Regions from separate parts of the Zea mays genome. Here region 1 is linked to region 2. A link is a contact called in public Hi-C data. All regions are on one chromosome and are shown on one strand. The core of a region is the stretch at or near the end of the contact, and the rest is flanking DNA. Distances in the headings are between cores, read along the strand shown.

Region 1 (4,783 bases), core at 1,979-4,478, 140 kb before region 2:
CTAATATTGCAGAATGGTCTGCACGGCATGCAACCCAACCAGTTAAAGCAAAAGAATATTGTCAATTTTATCATCTTTCATACAAATATGTAGGTTGCTCAGGACTTGGAAATAAGAATAACAGAAGTTGACTTCTTGGATATTCCTACACATAACATAAGAGTAACGATTTACATTGGTGAAATGATCTGATAAAAAAGAAATGTTTTGTTCTCTCTCTGTATATATTATTTCCCTCTTTTCTTCATATTTTTGGGGAGAAAGCTATCCATGGACAATATCTTTAATAATTTCCATGCGACATAGGTGCGAGGATCAGGGAACATATTTCTTTATACTTTGATTCTTCTCCCAAATATATACTGGTGGAGGTGCATATCTAGCAGCATTGCACACTTCATGTGGCTAAGGGAAATCCTGACGTTCCCGGTTGTGACCAAAGTGCCACATCATTTGAGGAACTAAAAGAACAAGTGAGGAAAATAAATCAAGAAAAGAGGCCAACAAAACATAAATAATATTATTCATTCATCTATAAATAATAGAAGTTGTGTACAGGACAACATGCCGACAGAATGTTTTCAGAAATTTCAGTTACATTAACCTTTAGAGTGTGTTCGCTTCAGCTGAAAGCCTGCTGCGGCTGTACTAGTATGAGCTACAGTGCCATAGCTATATCATAGCCGGACAGGCCCTTAGTGTTTCTCTTATTAAGTTATTATGAATTGAAGATGGTTTGCTTTATAAACAATGGGGCTCACTGAAAAACAACAGAAAATCATCCGGTTAAGTTTGTGGATAGGTAAAATTACTTTGTTAAACCATCATTTTTCTAATTTTGTTAACTCATGCAATCTGCTTTCGCTTTAGTTATGGAATCTTTCCCATCCTTTGCCCTGTAAGGCCATGTTCGGTTACACCAATCCAGAGGAGGATTGGAGGGGTTTAAATCCCCTCCTAGTCAATTTTTGACTAGGAGGGGATTTAAACCCCTCCAATCCCCCTCTGGATTGGTCTAACCGAACAAGCCCTAATGTGGAAGAATGGAATAAAATAAATTGTTCACTAAGGAGCCAAAGTAGCTAAGTATGAGTAACTAATTGAAAACCACCGACAAGATTTGTTGAATTGATGACCAAATTAACAGTTTGATAGTAAGGTTATTACTTAAAGACAAAAAGAAGGGAAGACCGGTGAATCTTCTTCTTTTTCTTCAGTAAATCTTTTACCCTTTGACTAATTTAATTGACGATTTGTGTTGCTCGTCCATTCTAGATGCTAAGCTGCCCCTATGAGACAGTACTAAAGTTGGCTAGGTGTTTGATTATATGCTGGGGGAAGATGGACATAACTACAGAGTGATGATATTATTGGGGGTTAAATATATATAGCCTTTTGAGAATCAATTCTCCACATACGTGCATGATCTTTAGTCATTCACAAAACCTATTCTGATATACATATATTCTCCCAAATCACACTTTGCACAATAATTCAAGAGGTTCCATGTTCAACCCTAGTCAGCTATCCGTACAGTCATTTGCTAAAGCATATATCTCCTTTCATTATCCTATTCAGAATTTCGATCAGTACTTCTGTTCATCTCTCCTGCTGTTGTTATTCAGGACAAAAACCAAACTAGTCTTATAACATGAACAACTCTGTTCCTCAGCAACAAAATAAGAGCAGTAGGGGAATATACTACAGAAGCTGAGTTACTTTGATTAAATATTGCATTCTTGGGGAGGGAATATGTATGACAGCCATCAAATGATATGGCTCCCACCAAGGCATAAAGCATTTACGGACTTCCTAAAAAGGGTCTATTTATCAAACTTGCAAGTTTGTATGGACTGTCTAATTTAGAATGAATATGCTTGAATCGGCCCTGGTATATATTTCTTTGCAGTTTGCACTGCAATTATTCGTACTTGTTACGGCTGATGGACGTCGATGTATTGCATGTCAATGCATAGCATTGCATCACAAATGAAAATATTGACAAACAAGGGGGAAATAGGTCTAATGTCTGAGTAACCAGCGTCCCCTCCCACCAATCACCCATAGACAAATCAACAGGGTGTTCTCACGGCAATCCCGAAAGAAGATAAAGAAAACACTCTCATATCGTTATCACACCCTATAACTTGGCTTCTTCAGCAGCATCTACAAACGCTAGAGCAACGTTATGCCGACGCTTTTGGCGGTGCTGACTTGAGGAGGCATCAATTCGACGCGGAAGTGCAGAAAGCAAGGGTTCATGTTTCTTTGTTATCAGTTGCAAATACTGTTTCCACTAGATCATGTTGGTTCATGATTCATGGAATGGAGATCAGTAGGGCAAATTAGAAGCCCAACTTGATCTGGTGGAGGTGAAGTTCAGCCCGCGTCGCAACCAAACGGCACTCAACTTTCTGAAAAAAAGGCAAGAGATGCCAAGGTTCTTCTAATCCCAGATAAATTTTATTTGCAAGTATTGTTCCCCGTGTCGCGAGAATGATGTCCCCTGACTACCTGTTCCCTGAGAGGGAGCTCACGTATGCAGCGTCCAGTTGCTGTATTCGTAACATATATAGAGAACATAAATTCTGCATGGCGGTGGGCCGGTGGTCTTCTCTAAAGCTACATTATATTTCTATTGAATGCATAAACAAATCAACACAGACGAAAAGCTTATGAGATGGATGAAATTATAAAAAGAACGGTTGCAGATCTTTGTCAGTCTTTTCTGTTGCCCTTATCCTAAAGCCCACGGAAAGCAGCAGAACCCAGAAAGTAGCAAAAGAGGAAAGAAGAATGCCAGGGTCAGTTCATCCTTTTACCGCATCTCCCTCCCTCTTTTGCACTGAGAGAGTGAGGAGAAAAGGAAAAGGAATGCAGCACAACTTTTGACGGTGATTAAGTGTGGCGAGGTTGAGCCTGCTCGGTTGAATACCTGAGGCTTGTTCGGTTACCGTCGCGTCGGGGATATTCAGAGCGGAGGCCTGGGGGCAGGGAAGCCGCGAGCGCGACTCCTCACGCTGCCTCATCCCAGCGGGCGGCGGCGGCGGCCCAGCTCGGCCATCCGCCGGGGGGGCGGACCTACGGAGCTCGCATTCGAGGCGAGGGGTATCGCACCCCCAACGGCCCAATCCCGATCGACTTTTCACTTCGGCTCCAGCGCCGCACCGACGCCGCCGCGGAACGGCACGATCTGTTCGCCGCGTGGACCCTTGCGTGCAATTTTTTCTTGAGTGGAGTTCTCTCTAGTCTCTTCTCTGCTGCGTCAGGGAATTTGATTATTCTTTATTGTTTTTTATAAAGTAATTCATCCAAATCAAATAAATTGCAGAACTAGTCGTGTCGCCAATTGGAATGAAGAAATTATAAATCTTCACCAGTCCAATAAGCTGTTTCTTTTTTCTTTTTCATAGTTAGATTAGAATTAAAATTGACAGAACTCACCTTTTCCACCAGCATATATTAAAATCAAAACATATCGGCCTAAGTTAGGATAGATAAATCATTTTATACATTGAGGTAACATATCTAGATATCTGGTGTAAAAAAGATTAAGATGGTAAGATTGAATCTTGTCCATCACATCTATCATCTATGGCCAGGGCTAACCATTTCGAAGAAAATGTAAATCTCGCATGACACCCAAAACGAAATTTGGAGCGAATTTCGCCGAAATTCATCCAAATCCGTTCAGGATGGAATTTGAAATTTTAAAACGATTTTTTGTGTTTTCGGCGAAATACGGTGCAGTTTCGGTGAAATTCGTTGTTTCGGACCGGAAAACATTTCTCGTGTTAGAAAAAACTAACAGGATTTTTTACATGGTCAAACGATTTTTTCGACTAAAAACATCGAAAGTCGGTCAAAAGCGCCGAAATTCAGTTTTACTTTTTTTAACTTTTTGAAATTCAAACCGAATTTTCGAAAAATCCTGGCGAATTCTGATTCTGCCAAACAACGAGAACGGGAAAAAATGGCGGGTTTTTCGAATCCCGAGCGGGGTTTAAATCCCTGTCTATGACTGAGTATAACTCCGCTTGAAGAATGTGTCCTAGTTTGTCAATACCTAAGTGTTCTTTAAAAAAAATAATATGAAATGAGGGGAATTGCACACAACCGTAAAATAGCTCGATAGACATAATTTGTTGGTAACATTAACATGTTAACACTCTTGTTTTTTATGCGAGATATGTTGCCCTATATAAATGTTTAGAACTCGATAACAAATTATAAATTTTTGTAGTCCACATTTTCTAGTTTAATGTTATGTTGGTGCCAAAATTATCAATACACTGATGAGGTCTTCAACTATTAGTTTCAACATTGATCAGTCATTTTTCGCCAAGATAGATCTTAACGAATGCGCTGTGAACTAAGATCTAAGAAGTTACAAAAGAGAGGTAATAATAATAAAGAGAATCGCTGCATCACCCCTGCCAATCTCGGGGTGGGATTTGGGAGGTGTCAAAGTAAGGTGTTGTTTGGTTCACGAAATATAACGTAAATAATAATATTAATGGTTTATGTTTGAGTACCAGCGATAACAAATTTAAATAGACCGGTATCAATTTTTAGTGTGATATCTGATTACGATTAGACTTAAATAAACATGATTTAATATTATCAGTTATCTATTATATTACAAAACATAAATTCTTTAGGCCATCGATGGGCCGCATAGAAGTCTGTCACGCTAATGCGATGGGCCTTCTCTTAGTTAGGACGTAGGAGCACTTCATTCCGTAGAGCTGGGTAGCACCATCATCCGTAGGGAAAAAACAAC
Region 2 (5,120 bases), core at 297-2,796:
CGAATCCAGAAGTTTTGCCTAAAAACCAGCCCATCCTGAATGATCCTACCAAAACCAAATGTATCAACAAGCATGTCGGGTTTCTTCGGCTTCCAGTCAAGCAGTGTCAACTGCTTCTCTGCTGCAAGAAAGATGGTAGTGACAGCCGCAAGAAGCATGCTCCAATCTGGCAGTTGGTTGTAGAATGTCTTGGGAGCAATGTAGGGTATCGCCTCCTCTGTGTCTGGGCTTGCATTCTTGAGGTTAACCTTGGTACCATTAACCTTGGGAAGGGCTTGTGCTTGAGCCTTGACTTGCATGTTCCCCGAAGGGGCATTAGGCGTTGCGACAATACCACGCACGCTCAAATTATCCGGTAATTCACCAGCCAAGTTCTTTGATGTTTTGGCGGATGCTGCCGGAGAAGCCCCTGGGCCAGGGAAGAAGGCTGAGGCAGCAAGGGAGCCAGCCATGGCTCAACCGTGCTTTGTGGGATTCAAAGAAGCCAAGGTCTCGCACTTGAAATGCCAACCTGAACAAATAAACAATAAAGCAGAAGCTTTTGTGAGAAGGTGTATATATTCACCATTTAGACAGCAAAGCGCCACTGTTTTCCCCTGTTTTCCATTGCATTCTCGTGAATAAGACCTCGAAAGGAACACGGCTATTGTGTGAATGGGATGGTTGAAATTTCCACTTTGGGGCTTCCAGAACCGTGATAGCTACAGAACGAAGCAATGAACGTTTCCGTTTTTTATACAGAAACTAGGAGGACGCAAACAATTTTCTGAAATTAATTAGGAGTCGGGCATAGGCCACCGGATCCAGTTGAGCCCATACGAATCAATTCGGATGGGACGGTCACTGCCCCATCCATTGCAAACCATTTCAACTACGGCCACACGACAAGTTTTGGAGGGCGGCAAACAAATCCCTACTAACCCAGAGAAATCCAACCAGCCTTCTATCTGGATACAGCTCAAGCCAGTTGGGCCATGTTCCCAACCGAATAAAACGAATCATAAAGCTCCGATTTTTCGGCTATGAACAGAAACGCGTCGCCGGCAAATCCACGGCAACCCAACACCCAGAACCGCGTCAATGTTCGTGCCCAATTCAGGCCAGGCACAACAACACCACCTAAAATCCACACATTTTGGCCCCGTCAATTTCCGCAAATTTGAACACACAAAAAAACGACGGATTTTAAAAAATAAATCCCCTGCATTAGGGCACCGATAAAACACCGCACGAAACCGCCCAGATCTACCCACGAAACCGTAATGCGGTCCGAAATCCACCACCCGAGCCCCCGCCGGCCCACGCCCTGGAAACTCGTAGCACGCAGATCGCCGGCCGAGAACTCACCGTGCGCTCCCGCGAGGAAAGAGCCCGGATCAAGACCGCCCCGCCGCGCCCCCACCTCGTCGCAGCGGATTAGATACGGGCGGATTGGACTTGTGGCCTCCGCTCCTCGGGTTCGCCACCTCACACACAAGAGAGAGAGAGAGGGGGGCGAGTTTTTTCTTCCTTTCCTCTCTGTCTTTCTGAAAAGCGGACACGGAGCAGAGCCGTTAGTGGCAACAGCGTGGAGATGTAATATATACACACGCACGGGGTACGTATGCGTAGAGCATACGGTGCTGGAAATGGCAGTAATGCCCCTAGGGATGGTTTGGTCAGTTCAGGGCAGCGGAGCCAGTGGGCCCGGATTTCATTATTAAGCCATTTGTTTTTCTGCTCCTTTTCCTTGTTCTAGCTGTCCGATGGTTCTACACGAAATTTGGTTCGACCGCACGTACTGCCATACTGGTGGAAGGTAAAGCGAGGAAAGCGATGTGTCTTGAGCGCGAGACAGCTAAGAGCGATTGGTGGTTGTTTACTTGTTTTAGAAGTGATTAGTTCATTTGTACATCATTATTTCACAAAAAAACTATCGGTTCTAAATTAGTATGCATAGAGAGGAGCCGATTAATGTTTATTCTATGTAGCTTTTCCCCTAATTTAGCTAACGGCTGCTTTAGGAACCCTATTTTTTACAAGGGATTTTTATTTTCTTAAGAAAAATTGGTTCAGTTTTCATTAGAAAAAATAGGAATCTATTGAAAAATAGAGTTTCCAAACTAGCTCTAAGTTTATAAGAAAAAAAACTTCAACAACATCAAATTAGTTTTGTTAAATTTACCATAAATGTTTTAATAAGACACGTATTTAATTGATACTGCATGTGCTAACATATTTTATGTAAAAATGTTTCATCGAAATTATAGATGATAAAGATAAAATAAATTGTAGTTTAGAGGATTTGAGAGCACTTAGAGGGAGGATGAATAGGTGATCCTGTAAAAATCAAACACTAATAGCCACAAAACTTAGTTTAAAGTACGGCTAAGTAGCTTTGAGGCGAGTTCTTGTGAACACAACAATCACAAAGAAGACAACACAAGAGACATGCAATTTTTATCCCGTGGTTCGGCCAAGTAACACTTGCCTACTTCCACGTTGTGGCGTCCCAATGGACGAGGGTTGCACTCAACCCCTTTCAAGTGATCCGATGATCAACTTGAATACCACGGTCTTTTCCTTTAGAGTATGTTTCCCGTTTGCGAGGAATCTCTACAATTTGGAGTCTCTCGCCCTTACAATTGAGATCACAAAGAAAGCACAGAGTAAGGTTGGGGAGAGCAACATACACAAGACTCAAATCTGCAGCACAACCACGCACACAAGTCACAACTTGAGCTCAAAGCACAACACACTGAGTTCGCAACTCAAATGGAGCTCAAATCGCTAACACAGAGAATCAATTGCGTGGAGTCGGAGTCTGGGAGTCTTAGAATGTTTCTTGTAAGCTTGGTACTCTCCTCCATGCGCCTAGAGATCTCTTTTATAGCCCCAAGGCAGCTAGGAGCCGTTGGAGGCCAACTTGGAAGGCCAAACTTGCCTTCTGTCGAGTGGTGCACCAGACAGTCCGGTGCACCACCGGACAGTCACTGTAGCTGTCCGGTGTGCGATCTCCTTCCTTTTCTGGCGCATCCGACCGTTGGTCCTCGGGGTCAGATGGCGCACCGGACAGTCCGGTGTGCCCAACCGACCGTTGCTGCGGGCCACGCGTCGCCTGCGGATTGCGCGGCCGACCGTTGGCGCTGGCAACCGTTGGCTCACCGGACAGTCCGGTGAATTATAGTCGTACGCCTCTGCTTTTTCCCGAGAGCGGCCAGTTCACCGCCCGGCCAGCCTGGCGCACTGGACACTGTCCGGTGCACCACTGGACAGTCCGGTGTGCCAGACCGAGCTGGTGTTGGCTGCACACAACCAACTCTTTCCCTTCTCTTCTCTTCTTTAGTCACTGTTTCTAGCACTTGGATAACCATGTTAGCACATAAACCAATTCACCAAGTCTAGAAACATACCTTTGTCTCTGATTTTCACTTCTCGCACATAAGTGCTTAATTAATGTGTTGGGCATCTAATCACCAAAATACTTATAGAAATTACCCAAAGGCACATTTCCCTTTCAATCTCCCCCTTTTTGGTGATTTATGTCAACACATCCAAAAGCAACCAAAGAAGTGCAACATCAACGCAATTGAAGACCAAATTGTTTTCGCTAATGATTTGGCATATTTGGATCACTCTTTGCCACCACTTAGTTTGTTTTTGCAAATCAAATTCTTTTTCCTATCTCTAAGTCAAACACACTTGTTTGGGCAAATCGAGAGATATATCAAGAGTAAAAATTTTCAAGTGTCGAAAACTCCCCCTTTTTTCATAATCAAAATTCTCCCCCATAAGAGACCAATTTTTTGCAATAAAAGTATTTTGGACAAATCACAAATTCTAACTCTACTATTTTCAAAATTCTCAAGTGGTTGGCTGATCCAGTTGCTTTTACCTTAATTTCTCCCCCTTTGGCATTAAGCACCAAAACGGGATCATTCTTGGCCCTTTAACCCCATTACCGCACCAAAAATGTCCATGAAGAGCAAAAAGGCAATGAGATTGCAAGTATGAACTTGAAAGTAGGTACATTAATACCAGAGTGCAGTGGAAGTCTTTTCATCGTCCAAGTTCACCTTTCCCTTTCAATGCACCTTTGAGACTACATCAGGTATACTCAAACAAACAGGTTAGTCTCAAAGAGTCAAGTTGTAGCACATCTCCCCCTAAATATGTGCACCATTTGCATATGGACTTGTGAGGTCCGGGGAGGTCTTGTACAACTTGAGCACCACAAATATACAACGAATAATGTAAATGCTTAAAGTAGCATGATCACAGGCATAAAACACATGTATGCTATAGATCAATCCAAGTTACGCGAATCTAAGACATTTAGCTCACTTCGCAACCTGCAAAATGTTTTCTCATCTAACGGCTTGGTGAAGATATCGGCTAGCTGGTTCTCGGTGCTAATATGAAAAATATCGATATCTCCCTTTTGCTGGTGATCCCTCAGGAAGTGATGTCGGATGTCTATGTGCTTAGTGCGGCTGTGTTCAACAGGATGATTATCCGCTAAGCAGATTGCACTCTCATTGTCACATAGGATTGGGACTTTGCTCAGATTGTAGCCAAAGTCCCGGAGGGTTTGCCTCATCCAAAGTAGTTGCACGCAACATTGTCCTGCGGCAACATACTCGGCCTCAGCGGTGGATAGGGCAACAAATGTCTGTTTCTTGGAACTCCAGGACATCAGGGACCTTCTTAGAAATTGGCACGTCCCTGATGTACTCTTCCTATCAACCTTGCACCCGACATAATCGGAGTATGCGTATCCAATTAAGTCAAAGGTAGACCCCTTTGGATACCAGATCCCGAAGCACGGCGTAGCAACTAACTATCGAAGAATTCGCTTAACGACCATAAGGTGACATTCCCTAGGGTCGGATTGATATCTAGCACACATGCATACACTAAGCATAATGTCCGGTCTACTAGCACATAAATAAAGTAATGACACTATCATGGACCGGTATGCTCTTTGATCAACGGACTTACCTCCTTTGTTGAGGTCGACATGCCCGTCGGTTCCCATCAGTGTCTTTGCGAGCTTGGCGTCCTTCATCCCAAACCTCTTGAGAAGATCTTGAGTGTACTTTGTTTGGGAGATGAAGGTACCGTCCTAGAGTTGCTTCACT

The links. A called contact is a pair of places that touch in the nucleus more often than the background predicts.
Region 1: a contact with region 2 is called in a Hi-C map of leaf, with 6 times the contacts expected there. The contact joins the promoter of LOC100277313 here to the promoter of LOC103638097 in region 2. A contact is called at or near these places in 5 of 25 Hi-C or Micro-C datasets (ear, leaf, root tip and 1 more) and 1 of 3 datasets of contacts at active chromatin or transcription factors (seedling).

What each region holds. Positions count from the first base shown.
Region 1 is chr9:22,591,216-22,595,998 of Zm-B73-REFERENCE-NAM-5.0, reverse strand. It overlaps LOC100277313, which reads right to left and starts at 3,228. Exons shown (of 5, transcript NM_001371745.1): 1 at 2,936-3,228.
Region 2 is chr9:22,445,698-22,450,817 of Zm-B73-REFERENCE-NAM-5.0, reverse strand. LOC103638097 reads right to left here and starts at 1,546. Exons shown (of 7, transcript NM_001371011.1): 1 at 1,348-1,546; 2 at 1-511. The coding sequence starts at 452.